Regions from separate parts of the Mus musculus genome. Here regions 1, 2, 3 and 4 are each linked to region 5. Evidence: chromatin contacts called from public ChIA-PET and Hi-C data. All regions are on one chromosome and are shown on one strand. The core of a region is the stretch at or near the end of the contact, and the rest is flanking DNA. Distances in the headings are between cores, read along the strand shown. Region 1 overlaps 1700020N01Rik (RIKEN cDNA 1700020N01 gene). Region 2 overlaps Gm33945 (a long non-coding RNA gene). Region 3 has its middle 42 kb from the start of Aldh8a1. Region 4 has its middle 91 kb from the start of Aldh8a1. Region 5 overlaps Sgk1 (serum/glucocorticoid regulated kinase 1).

Region 1 (4,120 bases), core at 99-2,598, 290 kb after region 5:
AAGGTGGGAGTGTGCTACCCTGGGCTACATAGTGGCACCTAGCCTCAAAAAAAAAGTACAATTTCAACCTTGCATCACACCCAAACTCTGCACTGGTTCTCCATCTAGAATGCTTAGCCCCGACCTTCAGCTGACCCCTGGCATCATTTTACAGCTCCCCCTGCTTGGCAGGCGATCTACCTACCGTGTCTTCTCCCATCGTGCTCTGTAGCAGTACCACACCCTTTCTGTTCTCATCTTTCTATCCACGCTACACAGTCACTGTATCCCCTTAAATAGCCAGGTCAGTGTAAAGGGGATGAAGCTGCTACAAGTAAGGATGGTGGTGTTGGTCTTCCACTATTCATGGCCCTATGCAGTGTCCTCTCTTCACCAGATTTCACAGTCACCACAGTACTCTAGGTATTAACAGGTGACTCTCAAAGTGAGGATATAAAAGAAGTGGAGGCATCTTGCCTTGTCAACTTAGGTTAGGAAGAGGCCATGAGGTCACATAAGCCATTCTGTATGGAGAACTTTATTTTTGGAGGGGCAGGGGGACAGGATCTCAATGTTAAGTTCAGGCTGGCATGAAATTCACTATGTAGACCAGGCTAGCTTCAAACTCACAGACACTTGCCTCACCGACACCTAACGGCTAGGACTCAAGGCATGCACCACCCTGACTGGTTTTACACAAGCCACTCCGTGGAGAAGACCACAGAGAGGAATGAGGACCCCTGGCACACACTAGTATACAAGGCAAGTGACAGAACCACCTTGAAAGGGGAACCCAGGAAAATCACTTAAAAAAAAAAAAGATTTATTTTATGTGTATGAATACACTGTACACTGGAGCTGTCTTCAGACACACCAGAAGAGGGCATCAGATCCCATTACAGATGGTTGTGAGCCACCATGTGGTTGCTGGGAATTAAACTCAGGACCTCTGGAAGAGCAGTCAGTGCTCTTAACCACTGAGCCATCTCTCTAGCCCCTGTATCCAAATTTCTAATTGAGATAGCTGTGTTCTGATAGAATTCTCATTTTATGATTGCTGTAATTCTATATGTGTGCACACAAACACAGACACACAGGCACTTACATATACACATATCAGAAACATGGGGAAATCTGGGGTGTGGGGTTCTCAGCACATGGCAACAGAACCTTGAGTTAGTCATCAGAGCTGTTTACAAATACTCCTGTTGCTCCTCTGGACACATCCTAGAAGTCAGCTGCCACACCCCTTTACTTTTAAACCAAAGTGTGGTCACTTGCTTTTGACAATGGCGTAGATGTGAAGAGACAGCGCATGTGCAATGCCTGGCAGTGTTCAAGCTAGCACACACTTCACTAAGTTTCCTTTTGACTCTGGGGCCCTGAGAGGCTGAGCAGAGTTTGCTGCTGATGTGCATGAGGCACGAACACAGGAGAATGAATGCTTGCTGTATAAAGACAATGAACTTAGAAAAAGCATACTGCTATCTAGCTTCTCCTAACAGACACCGCTATAATAATATCCTAGCTAATTAAGAGTACATCTCCTTAGGTTTAGAAGTCCCTGGTATCCTGTAAGGAATACTTGAGAGAGAGAGAGAGAGAGAGAGAGAGAGAGAGAGAGAGAGAGAGAGAGAGAGAGTGATGTCATCTACAGAGTTAAACAAGCATTTCTGATGTCTGTGTCATCCTGGGCATGAATTCCAGTGCTAGGAGAAGCAGCTGGAGATGCCTGCCTTTGTTTTCATTCTCTAAGTGGGAGATCAATAGTTGGCCGAGGACTGCACTTTCATTTTCAGTTTTAAAACTTGGACTAAATTTAGAGTATACTTTGAATCTCTGAGCATCCTCTGGACTACTAAAGGCTACAAACTAGGCAGAATACTACCTAAGTGTGAATGTTCAACATTACTTGAAAGATATAATAAAGTGTATGTTCTCTTGGTGGTGGTAAAATAAAATTATGAAATGTTTACAAGAAATTAACATCATTATATTTCTTCTCTCATCACTATATATTAACTAATAAGTATGTTATGACAGGTCACTATTGTTAATTTCCTATTAACCTAGGTAACTTGTATAGTGTTGACCTAGAAAAAAATGGCAGAATTCTATTTATGTTAAAATGGGTTTTTTTTAAGAGTTTTTGTATAGTATTACATAATTTTATATACCTGTGTGTGTGTGTGTGTGTGTGTGTGTGTGTGTGCGTGCGCACACACACATGTACGCATGTGTTCAAGTAAAGAAAGAAAGGTTAGGGGCTGGTGAGATGGCTCAGTGGGTTAGAGCACCCGATTGCTCTTCCGAAGGTCCAGAGTTCAAATCCCAGCAACCACATGGTGGCTCACAACCATCCGTAACAAGATCTGACTCCCTCTTCTGGAGTGTCTGAAGACAGCTACAGTGTACTTACATATAATAAATAAATAAATCTTTAAAAAAAAAAAAAAGAAAGAAAGGTTAGACAGGGTCTCACTATATAATCTAGGATGGCCTCAAATTCTCTTGCCTAACACATATTGCTGACAGATAAGATTATGATCTTGAGTCACCATGCCTAGCACACATCTTAAATAAAAGCCTTATGAAAACTTCTCAAGTGTTTCAACACTGTACCTGTTGACCTATTGCTACAGAGGGGAATTACAAAGGAAGGCAAACATGCTAAACAACAGAACAGGATACTGTGGGTGTCATCCATATGCCTATATCAGTCTCCTTATCTACATCTTTTTGGAAAACTTGCAAGACCCCTTAGAAACTCTTAGCACTCTGAAGACTCGCTGAGCTAGGCCTTGCTGGTTCAGACTGCTTGGTATAGTTTGCTTTTCTGTTGCTATGATGATGTACTGAGACCAAAAGCAACATGAGAAAGAAGTTTACTTGGCTCACACAGCACATGACAGTCCATCACAGAGTGGAGCCAAGGCAGGAGCTCAAGGCAGGAGCTTGAAGCACAAACCACAGAGCAGTGCAGCTTACTGGCTTGCTCTTCACAGCTTCCTCGTCATGCTTTTTGACACGAACCAAAGCCACCTACCCAGGGATGCCAGAGTCCACGGTGGACTGGACACTCCAACATCAAGAAAATTCTCTACAGACGTGCCACAGGCCAGTTTGATAGAGACAAGTTTTCAATTGAGATTCCTTCTTCCCAGGTGAGTCTAGCTGATGAAGACTTATCAACACACTGCAGTAATACAGTTATAATACAGATACTTGAAGAGAAGATACTCATTTCTCAAAGTTTTGGGGTTGGAAATCCAGGATCATGGTGTTGCCATGGTCAGGTTCTGGTGACTAATTCCTTTCTGACTTTTAAGCAGCTGTCGAAAAACTGTATATACAAATAGTTTTTCTTTGATGGGTATGTGGAGACAGAAAACCTCTTGTCTCTTTAAGCCAACTGATCCAACCATGAAAGCAACATCCTTATGACCTAATTTAAGCCTGAGCACTTCCCAAAGGCTCCATCTCTGCACACCATCACAGAGAGGGGCAAGGCTCAAGCACATGCATTTTGGAAGGGAACACAGACACTCAGCCTCTAAGTACATGATGTATCACAGAGCTCTCTGAGAAAGTTTTACTCAAGGGTGACTTTTGCCAAGGGTACAGCAGCCTGTTCTTAGTTACAGAAAGGAAACATGGCCTTGACATGAGCAGTGAGAGTATTAGGGAAGAGTGAGGGCTGCAGATGTTTGAGGCTAGGGGAGACAGTGTAAACTATTCACCTTAGGGAGTGGGAGGACTTCAGGGATTTAAAGTGGGGCCAGTCAAGCCAATTTTCTCCTGCTCCATTGAAGCCTCTAGGTTAAGACTTCAGACAGGTAGATTTCAATAAGGAGGGCTGTGGCTTCACCACAATAAGTCCACTTTTCAGAGGTTTAATCTCATCTGAGTCAGCAGTCATGCTAGAACACTAGTTACAGAACTGTTAGTGTATGCCCAGAGCCACGCTGTGAGCTCGGTGCTCATTTACTCTCCATCACCCTTGGCAGGGACAGCAGGCCACTTCTGTTACTGCTTTAGAGATTAAGAAACTGAAGCTAAGCTTAACTGCCTTCGCACAAACACGTACATCTACCATCAGAATCATCTGAGAGTTGAACCCATCATCTTCAGCCAGCATTCA
Region 2 (4,279 bases), core at 1,146-3,645, 350 kb after region 5:
CCCACACATGGGATTAAAATGAAACTATATTGCCATATTTCTTTGATTTAAAAAGCAAAACAAAAATAAACCAAGCAACTAACCAACCAAACAACTCCAAACTTAGGTAAGTTACCCGCAGAAAGGTTATTTAGAATTAGATGATTTAATTAATGCATGATGAGTGCCCTGCTTAGAGACAGTAGTCAGGAATCGAACGCATTCAGCTCTGCTCTTCAGAAAGTCTCATCATTGGTAAACAGGAAGATCAAATCACGTGTCTTCTTCACTTTCACTCTTTTGTGTTCAGAGTGGTCCTGAATTCCCACAAGTTAATGGAATGAGAACAATGTTACCAATTACCTTTAGTTTGTAATCAATGTCCTGTCTAGCTCTGTATTCTGTGGGGGCTCTAAAGGATGCTGTGAGCTTATTCTCAAGTGTAACTCCAGTCTGTGACCTATGGGAAGCCTGTGCCAGGCGTCTGAGGTCTGAATCAACAATTTGTCATTACCACCTGCCCTACTATGTTCCCAAGAGGAGCACTGCCAGGATAATGAATCCTTCAAGGCAGTTGAACAAATGGCTGTTTCTGGTTCTCTACATACTTCCCTAGTGTTTGTCTTGGTAAATGAGAGAGGTTCTCTGCACCCTTGGATTTTCATTTCCTGTGCTCTCTTCTCCTGATAAATTGAGAGGGTTTTCCTGAAATGAGATATGACAGCCTCCATGGAGACGAAGCAGGGGTCCAGAAACCCAAGACATAGTTTTCTTTGCATTGAGTGACAGTTCCATGCCACAGGGTGATGTTGAAGTATGGTTACTGCTCTGAGCAGAGATGGCTCTGTTGGACTCCTGCCCTCTGTCTGCCAGCAGAAACTCCTTGCAGGCAATGTGGACTAGGAAAATCAACAATCCAAGATCCACAGGTCCCAGAAATATCCTGAGAGTGGGAGGGAGATGGAGCAGCAAGCATCTAAGCATTTCTTGTGCCTGTTCCTTCCTTTCCTTCATATCCTATTCAAATTCCTCTCATACACTTATTAGGGTAGAACAGTGAAATTAACCCACCACTCGATGTGTCCTGAGTGGGAGTGCAGGAAATGCCTGATTCTCACTGGATTAGTCCTACATTTCTGGTCCAAAGCATACTTGCTTTCCAAAGAAGGAATGTGTTTCAGCCAATGTGACGGTGTGATCATATTTAGGAGATGTGATTGACAATAACATGCTATATAAGTTTGGAGGGTGGAATTGTTCCATCTGTGCATTTTAAGAGATCTGTGCTTGAACACAAGGATCACTGAACACCAAGAATAGCATTATGCCCTTTCTTGTGACTGGCTTCGGTGAACTTAGTCACCTGGGGCCTGCCATATCTGGAGTAGCGCATGAGCTCAGGGTAGTGTTCCACATTTTCTCTCACACCTACAACCTGCTGTCATTACCTGTCCTGATGTTATTAAAACCTTCTGTTCTCTAGCCAGTCCTTCCCTTCTGTAATGCTCATGCTGTTTTTCAAGGCATGGGATGTCTACCCTCAAGGTGGATTTCTCTGGAAAACATCCTGATGTGACTCCCTGCCAAGGATCTGTCCAACATCCTGTTGCATACTGGAGAAATCTGATGCTCACTTGATGACTCTCTGTCTTTCCATACCACATGACTCTGGCCTCATTATACCTAATTACATTACACCTTGTTCTCAGAACACAGTAAGCCACTTTCTGCCTTCACATTAACTCCCATGGCACCAGCTCCACCTTGATACCTCTTGTCCCACCCCCATTCCCTGGAAAAAGCAATATTTTTCTCCTAATCCTGCCTTCAAGTGTTGCAGCTCTGAGGGAAAAGGTATCCTGGTAGTAGAAAGCCAAGGAATGTCACAAAGCCACACCACAAAATAAATATCACACAAGAGATGTATTGGGAGAGACTGAAGAGTGTGGGTGCTTTCCCCAGTGTTCCGTCGTAGCAGTGAGAAAAAACAGGTAATACAACTTCACATGTGAGAAACTGAAAACCAAAACATTCCACAAGGGGCTCTGATCAGTCAAGACAACCAGAGCATCGAGGACTCTGGGAAAGGAATGCCCGGGAGGAGCCGAGTTTTCAGACCACTGCCCTCAGAGACAGGGTCTAGACTCCCAAATGTCGCTTCTGACTACAGTACAGTCTGTGGCCTTGTTTGCTTCTTCACCAACTTCATCCAATAAGCTACGTTCTCAGGACAATTCACAGTGGCTCTATCTGGCAATGAAAGGTCTACAGTGCTGTTCTATCACAGCACACGGTGGCTGGAAGCTCCTCTCCACATGCTCCCTCTGTAGTCCATTTCCACCCCCACCCGTGTTCTCAGCCTCCACTGTCATCTATTTGTGGCTGCTGCTCCGGAAGCCGTTAATCACCCTGCGTGTCTGGTGGCTGGTTTATGGCTCAGACGTGAACCCTCTGATGTATCCTCAGCACCGTTGGTGGTACAGCAGCCTCCGCTGCCTTGCTCTTTCCTCTACGCGCGTAAAAATGTGCAACTCCGAAGACAACGAACGTCCTGATCTCTTCAGAGAGAAATGAACTTGTCCTACCGGCAGCCATTTTCCTCCCAGGTTCTGTATTTCTGTATTTAAAACCACATGCTATAAGATCAGCTGCTGTGCATGCCTGCTGAGTAAACTCCGGTGGGGATACTAAAACCCGCGGCTCCTACTTCTCAAGGAATGACTAGGTTAGGATGTGCACATGGGTCTCAGCACCCCATGCATTCCAAGGACAATTGTCGCAGAACTGAACCATAACACTGAATAGTCCTGTGTTATAAGAATTATGGTTTTGATTGGAAAAGTAGGTTAATACATTACTTACATTTCTATCCAGATTTTTAGGACAAATAAACATCTATTAAAATAAATAAATTTTTTTTTCTCTTCTTCTCATTGTACACTACTTACCTAAAACACACACCCGTGCACACACATCACATACAAATAAAAGATTCCCTTGAAACCAAGAATTTGCCATATGGGGGACTGTGGGAGGGTGGGGATTCAAATAGTTTAAAAATAAACTGTAATGCTTTAGCCTTGGGGCATCTATGGATAATAGCATGGCAATCTGCTGAGGAAGAGAAGTTCACCGTTATCTCTTGTATCCCTCAAACATCTCTTCTGAAAGCACAAGTCAGGATGTCTTTATATGTAAAATAAATCACAATTCTGTAGGAGAAAGCCACTCACTGCAAAGTTAGCTACCTGAACACACACTTTCACAAGGCTGCTTAAAGCTGAATTAAATTTTATTTGATGTTGGTTCCTTTTTACTGTATAGGCTTAGATGAAATGACCGCATGATCCAAACATACTCCAGATTTTTCACTTCCACTTATATTTTAAAATGCATGTTGTAATTGATTGCTTCACAATTTCAAAACGGTAGAATATATTTTGATCATTCTCACCTGTTCTCTCCTCTTCCCCACTCCCTCTGAACTACCCCTTCTTTCTAATGTGTTCCTATTTTCCTGCCTGAGTTTAATTACATTGATTGCTCCCATTGGCATGGGTGAGTGGTTATTTATTTGATCATGGACAACTTAGCAGTGGCTAAAATTATAAGGAAAATTAATCCCCCTCCTTCCCACTGGTTTTACCACCAACAGGGCCTCAGGAGGGCTGGAAGCTCATGAGCCTCACTTTCTCTGATTTCTGCTGACAGTGAAGGGCTGGATGCTGTCTAAGTCTTTAGCAAGTAAGGACAGTCAGGGTGCAAAGGCCAGCGTGTGTCCAGCAGCATCCCTCATCCTCCAGCTCCTCCTTCATCCTGCTTCCCTCATCCTCCAGCTCCTCCATCCTTCCTGCATCCCTCATCCTCCAGCTCCTCTATCCTGTCTGCATCCTCCTCTCTCCCTTTTATTTTTACTCACCAAAAGACAGCCTCTTTATCTTCCGGCATGAATGACCAGCATAGCACTGAATAAAGCACAAAGGACAGCGTACACTGATATTTGTCTCAATTTGTTGAAACCCTTAAGCAAATCATGTTATTTAATAACCAAGGAAATACAAAGACCACCTCTTCTAAGACAGGTCAGGTGTAGGAATAAAACCAGAGAGGGGAGATTAAATGCTGACCCACGTGTGAACAGCTTACACCAAAATCCTGACCATTGCTCGTCAGGCTCTCTCCATCTAAAGCTCGAGTCAGCCTGCGGCTGCTTGGCTCTGAATAGACCACCTTTAAAAAAGCCACCTTTCATCCTCTTCACCTGAGGAGAGTATGAGCCATTGAACAGGTGAGCTACCAA
Region 3 (4,354 bases), core at 689-3,188, 490 kb after region 5:
TGACACAAGAAGAGAGGCAGGGGAGGAAAGGGGAGGGGAAGAGAGAGGAGGGGCGAGAACAAAATGTTACAGAGAACCAGCGCCACCTGTTGGGGAGAAGTGGTGCTACATCTGGTAAGTAAAAAAAAATGTGTGCCACTCTTGTCTGCTATCTCGTGTTCTCCCTGAGCTAGCCTCAATGATGTGTACCACGAGAGCTCACTTAGTCAGACTGCACACAGCCAGGCTTACAGGTTCCATGCCATTTAACTCAGATCCTATTAATCAACCTGCCCCTGACCTGACCAAGTCTCCTTTGAGAGCGAGAGACTTCAACCCTTGGGGGAAGGCTTCTGGCATTTCTGAGTTTTGTTAAACTCAAGGTACTGTATAGACAGGTTTGCGCACGCGCTGTGCCACGCCCTCCTTTTCTCGAAACTCAGACACTTGGGACGAAAAACAGACCAATCAAGTAGCAATTTTAAAAAGTGCCAGTCAACAAACAAAATGTGACCCCCAAATGGTGTGGACAGGACTAGAGAACGTTGTGTGGAAGTACATATGGCAAAATGATGACGTTTGGATGGCGTTCAGTGCTGAGAGAAATCTCAGCAAACACACAACACTCGTGGTAAGGAAAAAAAAAATGTGCTCTTGCTTTTGGTAAGGAAGAAATGGCCCGTGCTTGAAGGGCCACCCGGAAGAGCGATTTAACCTGAGTAGGGCTTTTTCAGAGAATAGCTTGAGATAAGGGAGGAAAGGGAAGTTGAAACGCAGGCCGACCATTGAATAAAGGCAAAGATAAGGTTACTCGGTTTAAAGGCGTTGAAGATTCTGGGAAAGAAAACAAAGCACCATAAACCGTATCCTAGGCTAACTTAGCTGCCAGTTATAAGCAGAAGAAAGTGGCTGTAAGGTAGGAAAATATACCCCAAAGCAAAAGAGAGGTTTAAGACCACAGGTATGTAATTGAAATCAGAAAAGAAATCTGGCTCTTTGATACATTTTCGTGTTGATGAGTATACTAATAAGACATTTCTAAATATTAAGCCAAGGGAGCGCCTTCAATGAGGAATTGAAGAGGATGAAGAGAAAACGCCAGAAAAGGATTCAGACGCAAAGCCCAGGAAAAACAAAGCAGGGGGTTAAAGATGGCAGTGAACAAGGCTTCAGAAATGACTTGGTTAAATTTCATAATATCTTACAAATAATTCATAATAAATAAATAAACTAATGGATTATTTAACTTTCTGGCATAGCAAAGGGTGGGCAGCTCCCCCTCTCAGGACACTAAGAATATGTGTGGCGACCTTATAAAAAGCCTGCTTGCTTCAGGGCCTTATCCAGTGCGCAAGACTGGTCAGGGGTTTGCAAGCGCTCTGATGTACATCTCAGAGCTCACTCATTGTCCCCAACACATTTTTTATTCTAAGGTTAAATCACTACGCTCATTTTACACCAATGTTTTTCTGTAAGTGAGGGTGCAAACTCTAAATTGCTAAAACTGCCCCAGGAATCAAAGCTCCAAACCGGATGATAATCCCTCCCTCCGAGTGCTTGGTTCATGGAGCACACAAAGCCTGGAGAAGTGCAGTCTTGTTCTGTGCTGGACTTGAGTAAAGCAAGGATTTGTTTGTTTGTTTGTTTGTTTTTATTGGAAGCTCAAGTAAACAAGGTCTCCTTGGTCCTGTATTTGTTCGCTTTGATTGTACTGATACCAAATGGGGCCTATATTTTATCTTATTTCCTATAACTACAGTTCTCAGTGTTCTGATAAAATGCCTGACAGAAATGTCTCAAGGAACGACAAAGTTATTTTGACTCACAGTTTGAAGATGCAATCCACCCTGGCAGGGAACACACAGGTCAGGAGCGTGAAGCGGAAGTTCACAGTGTGCCTGCGGCGTGAAGCGGAAGTTCACAGTGTGCCTGCAGCGTGAAGCGGAAGTTCACAGTGTGCCTGCAGCAAAGGTCGAGAGCCGTGAATGCGGGTGCTGATTGTTTTGTGCTTTACTCAGCTCAGGATGGCAGCCTCTGATGTGGTTCAACCTCCACTCGGGGTGGGACTTCCGTCCTCCGTTAACCTCTCTGGAAACAGCCTGACTGATACAGTCAGTGGGCTCTTTCTGGGTATTTCTCAATCCAGCCAATACAATGACAGAGATTACAGATCACACCTGCGTTTAGAATCTCCTCTTCTTGTTCTTATTCCACACTGGTTCTGATACCTGATGTTCATCAGGAAGTATTTGGTAGGTAAATAATGAGTTTCCAATGTTCAATTATGTCAACGGGTATATTAAACCTGACCAGTGCACCATATCAGTTAGGGATGCTTCAGCCAGTGAGTAACAGAAGACTTCTCACACAAAAGTCTGAACATGGAAGCAGAAGGCCCTGGGCTCGCCTTGCTGCTCAATGACATCCCGGGAGACCATAGCTCACACCATCTTTTCATACCCATAATACTTAGCAGACGCTTTCATCCTGGTTCTTTGCTCTTGGTCACAGTGTGCCTGTTTCGCCTGCAATATCAGGGTATGCTCCAGGGGGGAGCAAGGGATGCCAGCAAGGCTTGTCTCTCCTCTATAAGGAAAGAAAGAACTTTTCCAGAAGCATCCCTAAGCATTCTCTGTGTTGTCTCATTGGCTAAAACTGGACCCCACAACCATTCCTAAACCAGTTGCCAACTTTTGAACATCATATAACTCACCCTAGTTGAAATTGGTAAATTAGTTTAGGATAATCATTTGTCAATCACAGAATCCAAGGGTATATTCTACACCCCTGAAACCAAAGAAGCCAAGCAAATGGGATTCCATTGGCTTGGAAACAAGGATAGATGTAGGCTAATAACAGAAAATGCCTTTTATTATGTATTTTTGGGTGAGCAAGTATTTGTATATCTCTAGTCAAGGTCACTAAGCCATATGTAGACTTTACTAGTAGACCCTAAACATGACCTGTTTTCCTGTCCAACAGCATTGCTTAATTTCCACCATGAACCTAGAAAGGGAATTTAGAGCTGGAGATATAGCTCAGTGAAATAACATTAATAACATTAAAATTTCAGCATCACACACACACACACACACACACACACTTACATACATACACTCAAACACATACTCACACACATATACATACACACACTCAGACACACATACACACACTCATACACATATATACATTCACATGCACACATACACACTTGCACACACATTAATATGCACATGTACACTCACTTTTACACTCACACATGCACACAAAGTCCGGAGGGGTGGAGATGGCATAGATGCCTGGCTGATTTGATTAATTCACTGGTATCTGGCAGTTTCGTGTCTTCCCCTTATGTTCTGTGCTTGGCTTTCCACAGAAATGTGAATGTTTAGGGCTTTGCTCATGCCTTATCCACACCCACATCAAAAAACCTAGCACAGCAATTGGTATGAACTCAATAAATATGTTTTTAAATAAGTTCAAGCTATGGATGGATTAAACAGAATGTTACAAATGTAATTACTCTGGCTCAGAGAGAAAAACTTCCTGGAGACTTTTATGGTTATGACTGACACTGAGAAGTTTGGTTGTTTATTATCTGAAGAACTATAGAGTGTCGATACATATTTTTTAAGTATTCAACATCCTCAGCTATCAAGGAAGTACAAATGAAAACTCTCGTGATTCCATTTTACCCTAGTCAGACTGGCTATTATCATCAAGAATTACAAACGCTGGTGAGGGTCTGGGGGAAGGGGAATCCGTATTCACTGTTGCTAGGAGGGTAACCGGATGCAGTCGCTGTGGAAATCAGTGTGGACGCTTCTCTAAAGACAAAAGTTAGAACCACCATATGACCGAGCTCTATCACTCTGAGACATATAGGACTATATACCTGTCTTAATCAAGACTGCATTGCTGCAACAAAATGACCATGAGCAAAAAGCAGGTTGGGGAGGGAAGGGTTAATTCAGTTTATAAGTCCACATTGCTGTTTATCACTGAAGGAATTCAGGTCAAGAACTCAAGCAGGGTGGGAACTTGGAGGCAGGAGCTGATGCAGAGGCCATGGAGGGGTGCTGCTTGCTGGCTTGCTCCTCCTGGCTTGCTCAGCCTGCTTTGTTATAGACCCCAGGACCACCAGCCCAGGGATGGCACCACCCACAATGTCCTGGACCCTCCCTCACTGATCACTAATTGGGAAAATGCCTTACAGCTGGATCTCATGGAAGCGTTTCCTCAACTGAGGCTCCTTCCTCTCTGATGACTCCAGCATGTGTTAAGTTCACACTAAACCAGCCAGTACAATACCCTATCGTACTGCAGGGATGTCTACATGTGCATGCTTATTACTGCTGTATCCATAACAGCAAGG
Region 4 (4,344 bases), core at 426-2,925, 440 kb after region 5:
GAGGAGGAGGAGGAAGAAGAAGAGAAACCTTGATAAAAACGGATTACTGAGCTCTGATCTTGGATAAAACTGGATTACCAGTGGCTGAACTTTGTACCCTGCACTGTCCCACACTAAGCTACTTGGCAAGCACCCAGCATCTCAGTTGCTAAAAGACTGAGAGTGTGCCACCTCAGTCCTGTCCCCTTCTAGCCCCCAGTGTCTCATTTTGATACCTGCAATAATGACCCACACTAGTCTCACCTTAAACTCATTCCAACAAAGGGCTATGATGTCCACTCTGCTTAAAGTATTCCTGGTGTTACATAGTAGAAAGTGCTGGTTTCACAGATTGCTGTCTGCTCTAGTTTTCTTTATGTTGTTGTGATTAAAAACACACTGACCAAAAGCAACTTGGGAGAGTAAAAGGTTTGTTTCATTTTAGGGGTTACAGTCCATCACTGAGAAAGTCAGGGCAGGAACTTGAGCAAGACTTTGAGGTAAAAACCATCAGGTGATGCTATTTGCTGGCTTGCTGGACATACGTTTAGCTAGAGTTCTTTCTTTTTTAACAAGAAATATTTTCGTGCAATGTGTTTCTCCTCTGACTCCTCTCAGATCCTCCATATCTCCTTTCCCACCCAACGTAAATGCTTTTTCCCTCCCTCTCTCTTTCAAAAGAACCAAAAGCAAAGCAAACAAAATCCTCAAAAATGAAAATCAAAACAAACAAGCAAAGGACCAAAAAGATGGAAAAAAAAAAAAGCCAAAACAAAAAGTCAACAAAAAATATCTATTGACTTTGTTTTGTCAACTACTCCCGGGCATGGGTCTATCCTGGAGTGTGGTTGAGATACTTACTCAGTGGAATTCCACTGGAGAAAAACTGAGGGTTTTTTTTCCCTTTGCCAGTGGGTATCAGCTGCAAAGAGGTTCTTGGCTAGGGGTGGGACCCTAGATCTCCTTTCCTGTCTCATGCTGTGATTCCATTAGCTATCTCTCTTATATAGTCCAGAACTGCCTGTCTGTGGAATGGTGTTACCCACAGCGGCCTGGGTCATCCTGTTAGACATGCCCAAAGACCAACATGATAAAGACAATTACTCAATTGAGATTTTTTTTTCCAGGTAATTGTAGGCTGCCAAGTTGACGATTAATTCTAACTAGGACACTAACCGTTGTGTGTGTGTGTGTGTGTGTGTGTGTGTGTGTGTGTGTGAAATCCTCTCCTCTCCAGACAGCTTAGTCTTTATCATCTCTTGAACTCTCCTTAGGCTTTGCAGACAGGCCCATGCTTTAAGTATATATAAGTTTTGGCTAACACAAGGTTCTGCTGATCTCTGCTCACTTTCCATTCAATTAATGGTAATATGTTCTGGGCATCATAAGCCATGCGGACCCACGCAGCCCTGCAAAGAGGTGTCGGAGCCTTAGACCCAGGACGGCGGTGCTTGGTCAGTGTTAGGTCTTCCCCACCTGACTTGTCATTAGTGAACAATGATAAACAGCCCCATGACACCCAGCTCTGTAGACTTCCCGTGGCCTCCTGGATGAACGTGGGGCATTATCACCTAGCTCAGAAAAATAACCTTACTGATGACTGACTATATTTCCACACATCTCTAGCTGGAGTACACAGAAATGGCACCTGAACTGCCAGGTGTTTCCTCTAAGCATGTCCCAGGGGCATCGTAAACTCCTACGCTGATCCTTCAGTCTCCTTTCCCAAGGGACCGACACCCACTGAACAGCAGTGAACTCAAACAGCTTCTCCCTTTGTCTTCGCTGTTTGTTACTGTGATAAAAACTGTGACCAAAAACAACTGTGAAGGGTTCGACGTACGCGACCCAATTACTGTTCATTACTGTGGGAAGTCAGGACAGGAACTCAGGCAGGGCGGGAACCTGGAGGCAGAAACCGAAGCAGAGACCATGGTGGTGCTTACTGGCTTGCTTTCCATGGCTTGTCTGTCCAGCTTGATTTCTTAAACAACTCAGGACCACCTGTCCAGGGTTATGCTGCACATGTTAACAATTAACCAAGAAAATGTCTTCAGACTTGCCTAAAGGCAATCTGATGGAGGTGGATTCTCCACTGAGGTTCCTCTTACCAGATAACTGTAGCTTGTGCCAAGTTGACAAAAAAAAAAAATAAAACAAAATAAGACCTAACTAGGACACCATCTCTCGGAAATCAACCTGTCTTGTGGCTCATAAGATTTGGGTCTAGATTCATAAACCCGTGGCTCTTTCCCCAGGCCCCAACAGCCAATTGTTTAAAACTTTTTTATTCTGTTCCCCTTAAGGGAAGGGGACCAGGCCAGGAGACAGGTTTCTCTTCTCCCCAGGTCCCCCTGCACCAGCTGAAACAAGGCTGTCACCTTAAAAGCCCAGCTCACATGCTCAAGAGAAATGTTACCAAGGACACACAAATTTCCTGGATCATTTTCAATTACTGAGGGAAGGTGCCAGCTGTTAAAGAAAACTAAAAAAAAAAAAAAAAAAAAAAAAAAAAAAAACCAAAATACCCACAAAGGCTGTGAGATCTTTTCATTCCCGCTCTTGAGGTAATTTGTTCTGATTACAACTATTTCAGAAGACAAGATTACACACCAGGGAAGCACAGAGATGAAGAAAGGGAAAGCTCTCCCCTGCTGAGGCTGCACCAGCTCAGCGCCTTGTTTGGAAGCAAAGGCCAAATTCCCATTCCACATTAATGAAACCTTGTTAGCTGTGAACACTGGAGCTGAACTGAGCTAGTGAGAGAGATGCTGGGCCATCGGTACAGGGGAGAGGGGTGGGGCAGAGGAGAGAGGGGTGGGGGCAGAGGGGAGAGAGGCAGGGGGCAGAGAGGAGAGGGGCAGAGGAGAGAGGGGTGGGGGCAGAGGGAGAAGGGTGGGGGCAGAGGGGAGAGAGGCAGGGGGCAAAGAGGAGAGGGGCAGAGGAGAGAGGGGTGGGGGCAGAGGGAGAGGGGTGGGGGCAGAGGGGAGAGGGGCAAGGGGCAGAGAGGAGAGGGGCAGAGGAGAGAGGGGTGGGGGCAGAGGGAGAGGGGTGGGGGCAGAGGGGAGAGAGGAGAGGGGCAGAGGAGAGAGGGGTGGGGGCAGAGGGAGAGGGGTGGGGGCAGAGGGGAGAGAGGCAGGGGGCAGAGAGGAGAGGGGCAGAGGGGAGAGGGATGGGGGCAGAGGGGAGAGAGGCAGGGGACAGAGAGGAGAGGGGCAGAGGGGAGAGGGATGGGGGCAGAGGGGAGAGAGGCAGGGGGCAGAGGGGAGAGGGGTGGGGGCAAAGGGGAGAGAGGCAGGGGGCAAAGGGGACAGGGGTGGGGGCAGAGGGGAGAGGGATAGGGGCAGAGGGGAGAGGGGTGGGGGCAGAAGGGAGAGAGGCGGGGGGGGGGCAGAGGGGAGAGGGGTGGGGGCAGAGGGGAGAGGGGTGGGGGCAGAGGGGAAAGGGGTGGGGGCAGAGGGGAGAGAGGCAGGGGGCAGAGGGGAGAGGAGTGGGGGGCTGGTGCATTTGGAGATTATTGCTATTTTTATCTTCTTAAAGAATGGGAACTTTAATATTTATTAAAAATAAAACTTTTACCATTACATTAGATGAAGAAAAGACAAAGTTGAAATCCAACATCACTTAAATGGAAAAAAAAAAAAAAACCACGAACCAGGATTGCAAAGTAGTAGACTTAAATATCTGTGCTTTCAAATTTTCTCTACCCCATCCCAGATTCATGTTGCCAAATTTCTTTAGATTTCTCCAAGTCTCTCCTCCTATTGAGGTGGCATTTTCATGGTAGGCTACGGGTGGGCAATCTTGTTTACAAGGGGCATCTGGTTCTTACAAATCCTGTAAGACAGAGCAGACAATCAACCTTCCAGCTGGCCAAGGGAAAACAGCCTGTCTGCACTGAACAGATCCAGGCTCCATTAATGACTAGCATCAAGAAGAGACAAGGAACGCTGGCCCAGAAATGTACGCAGCAACATGATTGGCCCCACTGCTGTATTCTTGCCTTGGCATAACAACCACAGGATGGAAAACATCTGGAGCAAGCCACCCTTCTTGGATCTCTGCTAGAGATGAAGGCAGGAAACAGCTCACACCGGAGCTAGGTGTCCGTGTCCATCAGTGATCACAAGAGGTTTAAGCAAGCAGAACTCCTGTGTGAAATTCCATAACTCACACAAGGAAGCCCAGGGTCCAGCTGACCCAGAGCCAAGAAGAAAGTTCTAGAACTAAAGAGGTATGGTTGCAGAACAGCTTTTCCCTCTGGTGAACGGTCTGTGAAACCTCTAAGACTCTCCATAGCTCTACCCTCGCTGAGCACATAACTGAGGTCTTACATGGGAACTGTGTAGGAAGCTCAAGAACATG
Region 5 (4,453 bases), core at 1,506-4,005:
CTTCTCCATCTGCCTGGAAATGAGGACATTCTCAACAGACTTATTTAGTATTTTCCAGAGCGACGGTGTTGTACAAATATTTTTAGCTTGTTTGTTTGGAGGTTGAGGTCATCCTAAAATACAAGGTCACTGACATAGTCTTCTACTTAACGTGGGTTTCAGATCTTGTTCCACCACAGTCTTCCATAGTGCCTACACAGTCATTCATATCTTAAGATTTCTGACTAAAATAATCAATCCAGGTTAAAACACACAAGTAGGCCAAGAGGAAAATACTAACTGTTCTTTATACTGCATACCAATGTCAATTTCTATAGATGCTATTCTTCAGACAGGGTCTTGATAGGTAATCTAGACTAGCCTCTAATTCACATCCTCCTGCCTCAGAGTATTGAGATGACGTACACGAGCCCCTTAGCCCAACGCAAAGACTGGTAGACATCTAAGAGAAACAATGTACTTCTTCCTCAGCATATTAGGAGCTATTGGAACGAGGACCTTAATTTGCCTCTGATATTGGAGACAGAGCCAAGAGTACCAATAGAGACCCTAAATAGACAAATACTCCACCCTATTGCCAGGAGTCCAGCCCTACTCCAAGATAGCATCATGGTCAGCATGGTCAGCCCTACTCCAAGATAGCATCATGGTCAGCACGATTGGATGAGCCTTGGAAGCTGTCTTAGGACAGTTCCATTGGAAAATCCCAGGGGACACAGGGAGCATGGCCTTAGAAATATGGACTTTCAGGGGAGGCAAGTTCTATAGGGGCTACCACTGAAATGAGCCTGGTCTTGTCTCCTCATACACGGCTTATAAGACTGATGGTCACTACCATACATGGACAGGGGCAAGGAGCAGGATCCCTGTGGCTCTGGTCCTATGGACAGTGCCTGTAACAGACTTTCTCCAACTTATACTACCTTTAACGCCCTCAGTGTCTCCCAAGTCACTGGTTCTCAAATGCAGGCCTTCTTTGAAGATCCAGCCATTCAGAGAAAATGAAACAACTGAGCCTTCATCGGACTAACAGAGGAAGCATGTGGAATTGGGGCTGGGCCCATAGCTAGAACTTCCAGTTCAGTAGGTGGGGTCAGAGTTTGGAACTGAATTTCTGTGATACTTCCTGGGGAAGGGACCACACCTTTGAAAGCCACCAAATAGTCTTTCTTTGGTTCCTGTGGTTCACCTCTGTGTCTCTGCCCCTCCCTGATCAACTGAAACCCAGCTTTGGTTTGGCTTGGGTTTTTTTGTTTTGTTTTTTTTTTTTTTTTTTTTTTTCAGTTCTGATAACCCTTTTCTCCAACTGAACTTCTTTTCTTTCTTTCCCACAGGGCTAAGTTGTCAGGTGACTATTTGCTAATCTGATTAACTGCTTTGAATGTGTCTCAAACCTTACATACCAACTGGTAAAAGTAGGCCACTTCAAATCCTGCTTGTCTGTAGTCCCATAGATCCCGTGTGGGTATGTATGCATATGCTGCACCAGTTAACTGCTTCTGAGCCTCTAACACCACGTCTGTTAGGTTGCTGTGCACAGTCAGACTTGCTGGTGATACTTGGTAGCATCCTTGGATGCTCTAGGTCAGTGATTCTCAACCTGTAGGTTGAGACCCATGGGGCTGCACATCAGATATTTACATTATAATTCATAACAGAAGCAGAACTATGAAATAGCAACGAAACAATGTTATGGTTGGGGGGAGGGGTAGAGGGTGGGTCACCACAACACCAGGAACTGCAGCATTAAGGAACTGCAGCATGTAGAAAGTTGAGAACTGCTGCTATAGCTATTTTCAAAGGCTGTATCTCCAAATACATTAATTATCAGGGAATGTGGAGATCATTTCCAAACACAGGAATCCGGGGAGATGCATTTGATCTACAACCTTCTGAGAATACTTTGGGAGGAATTTGGCCATAAGACATTCAGCTGAGCCCTCTGACAGGTCGTCAGCTTGGAGGCCAACAGGAACAGGCAGGGCTGGAGGAAGCAGTGACATGAGAAAGAAGTAGAGAGGAACCTGGAGAGAGAGCCATTAAAGCCACACCCTTTCCGAAGCAAAGCTTACAAGCAAAGCTTACAAGCACAGGTACTGTAAGTGGCAGAGAGGTGCTTCTAACATTCTGTGGTAAGGTCCCTCACACAAGAAGGAGTCATTGGAACAAGGGCTGAATAGGCCATGAGACAGCCACTAAACCAAGGGAAGACTGTCATAAGATGGGGTGTTAGGAAGTGCTAAGCATTTTTTTCTCCTACTGTAAAAGCTTCATGTCTTTGGCACTGTCCATAGGATCTAATTTTGTTTTAAAGATTTATCTATTTATTTTATGTATATGAGTACACTGTTGCTCTCTTCAGACTCAGTAGAAGAGGGCATCAGATCTCATTACAGATGGTTGTGAGCCACCATGCGGTTGCTGGGAATTGAACTCAGGACCTCTGGAAGAGCAGTCAGTGCTCTTAACTGCTGAGGCATCTCTCCAGCCCCCTAATTTTGTTTTATAAGCCATGCATGTACACACACATACACACACACACACACACACACACACACACACACACACACAGTAGTGTGCATATGGAAGTCAGAGGACACTTTGCTGGAGTCTATTCTCTCCTTTCACCATGAGGGGCTGAGAGATTAAACTCTGTCGTGGAAGTGACAAGCACTTTACCCTTCAGCCCTCTCTCTGGCTCTGTATTCAATACATCTAAGCCAACACTGGGAAGTTTCCATCAGTAAGGAAACCACAGTTTACTTCCTTACTCACAAACCCTTGTAGGTGCTAGGCAGAGCAGAGCGGCAGAGCCTGCAGTAACTACAAAGGCCCTTTGGATATCAGTTTCATTTCAACTTTAACCTCTGAGTTTTTCCACAGACCCCATGTGAAGCCACAAAGATCCTCTTGTCCTGCTGTGACTCTGCAGTCGGAGGTCTTGTTTTGGAAACAGACACCTGCCTGAGTCGAGTCTGAGGCAGCAGTGGCTGAGCCCGTTTGCCAGGCTACTCCACAGGTCCCATGCTCTCAGCCTTCCCAGCCCAGGGAGAAAACTATGTCTTAGTTTTACTGTGGAGTTCTGGCTGTGTCTTTTAGAAGGGGAAGTGGGGTTGGGGGGGGGGGAGCAGCCTGTTAAAATTGCAAAGTATGATTTTAGAAAACGTTCAGAAAATGTCAATGAATTTAAGCAGAACTCAGTCTTTACCGTGGACAAATGAATATTCCTTGAGGGGCTGTCTAGATAAATAATTGAACCCACGTTCACTACTGAGAAGTGCACAGTCTGGCGAGAAGTGTGCTTCCCATAGGGATAGCATGTGAAACTCAGAAATCATTTTATAGATTCTGCACTGAATAAAGGAAAAGGGAAAATGAAAATAATTAGCTGGGTTTTGTTTGTTTGTTTGTTTTGTTTTGTTTTTTGAGACAGGGTATCATTATGTTGCTCTGCTGTCCTAGAACTTGATACAGAGACCAGGCTGGCCTCAAATTCACAGAGATCTGCCTGCCTCTGCCAGCAGAAAACTGATTTCAATGATGTAATTGACTCAACTCAATATACCCCCAGATCTATACTCTCAAATATACTCCAGATAAAACTGCTAGCAGTATATTTTATGTTAATTTAAGGTTTTATTTTAGTTAGTTTAGAGTTTTGTACTATGTTGTGTCCGGCCAGCAGATCACAACATGGGTTTTAGCCTGGAAAGACATTTTGGAAACCTGGAAGAGAAGAGGGGCTAGGTGGCGAGATAAAGAAATGTAGCTAAGACAGTCATTCTGATCAAAGTTCAATTTTACTGTTCCGCACGCAATTATAAAGCAGGGGAAGGGGGCCCGATTCCCGCCAATTAGTCTTGGGGTCCAATAGCAGGGTGACCACATGCACGGCTCCAAACAGCAAAGCGGCAGGTTCCAGCAGTGGGCATGGTAGAACGATTGAGCAGGAAGCTCCACCCCTGAGCAAGCAGGTTTCAGGCTGGGGGAGGGGAGACTACATCTCCTCCCTTTTGTTAACAAAAAAAATAAAATAATAAAAAAAAAAAAGAAAAAGCTGGCCTGAGGCAAAAAATTTATCTATGCTTAATAGTTCTGTCTGAATTTTAGGGCTAAGGAAGAACATCAGGCTGATAGGTCTCCCTATAATGAAAATCTCACTGTACTTTAGATGTACAGCGCCCACAAGACCACATCCTGTTTACAGGCTACTCTGCTCTCTGTACCAACTAGTTTTGTGTGTGAAGGTGACACAACCTAGAATCACCAGAGAGGAAGGAGCCTCAGTTGAGGAAATGCCTTCATGAGATCCAGCTATAAGGCATTTTCTCAATAAATGATTAATGGGGGGAGGGCTCAAGCCATTATGGGTGGTGCCATCCCTGGACTGTTAGTCCTGAGTTCTATAAGAAAGCAGGCTGTGCAAGCCAGGGAGAGCAAGCCAGTAAGCAGC

The links. Hi-C and Micro-C count contacts between places; a contact is called where the count stands out from the background. ChIA-PET counts read pairs in DNA pulled down with a chosen protein or histone mark.
Region 1: a contact with region 5 is called in an RNA polymerase II ChIA-PET map of memory CD8 T cells, with 44 read pairs. The contact joins two enhancer-like sites. A contact is called at or near these places in 2 of 484 Hi-C or Micro-C datasets (bone marrow-derived macrophages and macrophages), 5 of 115 datasets of contacts at active chromatin or transcription factors (acute myeloid leukemia, cardiomyocytes, large pre-B cells and 2 more) and 2 of 9 other capture datasets (adipose tissue and liver).
Region 2: a contact with region 5 is called in an RNA polymerase II ChIA-PET map of memory CD8 T cells, with 8 times the contacts expected there. The contact joins two enhancer-like sites. A contact is called at or near these places in 1 of 484 Hi-C or Micro-C datasets (bone marrow-derived macrophages) and 3 of 115 datasets of contacts at active chromatin or transcription factors (cardiomyocytes, large pre-B cells and memory CD8 T cells).
Region 3: an RNA polymerase II ChIA-PET map of memory CD8 T cells shows a contact between it and region 5, with 28 read pairs. The contact joins two enhancer-like sites. A contact is called at or near these places in 3 of 39 promoter capture datasets (the HPC-7 cell line, cranial neural crest and second pharyngeal arch cranial neural crest), 3 of 115 datasets of contacts at active chromatin or transcription factors (T-cell acute lymphoblastic leukemia, large pre-B cells and memory CD8 T cells) and 1 of 9 other capture datasets (embryonic stem cells).
Region 4: a contact with region 5 is called in a Hi-C map of pro-B cells, with 1.9 times the contacts expected there. The contact joins two enhancer-like sites. A contact is called at or near these places in 3 of 15 datasets of contacts at CTCF or cohesin (the NIH/3T3 cell line and large pre-B cells), 8 of 484 Hi-C or Micro-C datasets (CD4 T cells, LSK cells, Th17 cells and 5 more), 13 of 115 datasets of contacts at active chromatin or transcription factors (CD8 T cells, T-cell acute lymphoblastic leukemia, acute myeloid leukemia and 9 more) and 1 of 9 other capture datasets (embryonic stem cells).

The regions. Positions count from the first base shown.
Region 1 is chr10:21,616,514-21,620,633 of GRCm38.p6, reverse strand. The region is part of intron 2 of 1700020N01Rik (RIKEN cDNA 1700020N01 gene); the gene reads right to left. Among named protein-coding and RNA genes, the nearest start is that of 1700020N01Rik, 25 kb to the right of the region's middle. Within about 2 kb of position 1,348, at least 53 of the 459 cell types and tissues checked have an H3K27ac peak or open chromatin away from gene starts, as enhancers often do. A contact at or near this core is called in memory CD8 T cells, where this site is marked.
Region 2 is chr10:21,558,052-21,562,330 of GRCm38.p6, reverse strand. It overlaps Gm33945 (a long non-coding RNA gene), which reads left to right. Exons shown (of 5, transcript XR_871483.2): 5 at 1,503-2,860. Among named protein-coding and RNA genes, the nearest start is that of Gm33892, 11 kb to the left of the region's middle. Within about 2 kb of position 2,395, at least 40 of the 459 cell types and tissues checked have an H3K27ac peak or open chromatin away from gene starts, as enhancers often do. A contact at or near this core is called in bone marrow-derived macrophages and memory CD8 T cells, where this site is marked.
Region 3 is chr10:21,416,970-21,421,323 of GRCm38.p6, reverse strand. No RefSeq gene overlaps it. Among named protein-coding and RNA genes, the nearest start is that of Aldh8a1, 42 kb to the right of the region's middle. Within about 2 kb of position 1,938, at least 34 of the 459 cell types and tissues checked have an H3K27ac peak or open chromatin away from gene starts, as enhancers often do. A contact at or near this core is called in T-cell acute lymphoblastic leukemia and memory CD8 T cells, where this site is marked.
Region 4 is chr10:21,465,937-21,470,280 of GRCm38.p6, reverse strand. No RefSeq gene overlaps it. Among named protein-coding and RNA genes, the nearest start is that of Aldh8a1, 91 kb to the right of the region's middle. Within about 2 kb of position 1,675, at least 20 of the 459 cell types and tissues checked have an H3K27ac peak or open chromatin away from gene starts, as enhancers often do. A contact at or near this core is called in pro-B cells, where this site is marked.
Region 5 is chr10:21,905,578-21,910,030 of GRCm38.p6, reverse strand. All of the region lies in intron 1 of Sgk1 (serum/glucocorticoid regulated kinase 1), which reads right to left. Among named protein-coding and RNA genes, the nearest start is that of Gm46215, 26 kb to the right of the region's middle. Within about 2 kb of position 2,755, at least 95 of the 459 cell types and tissues checked have an H3K27ac peak or open chromatin away from gene starts, as enhancers often do. A contact at or near this core is called in T-cell acute lymphoblastic leukemia, bone marrow-derived macrophages, memory CD8 T cells and 1 more, where this site is marked.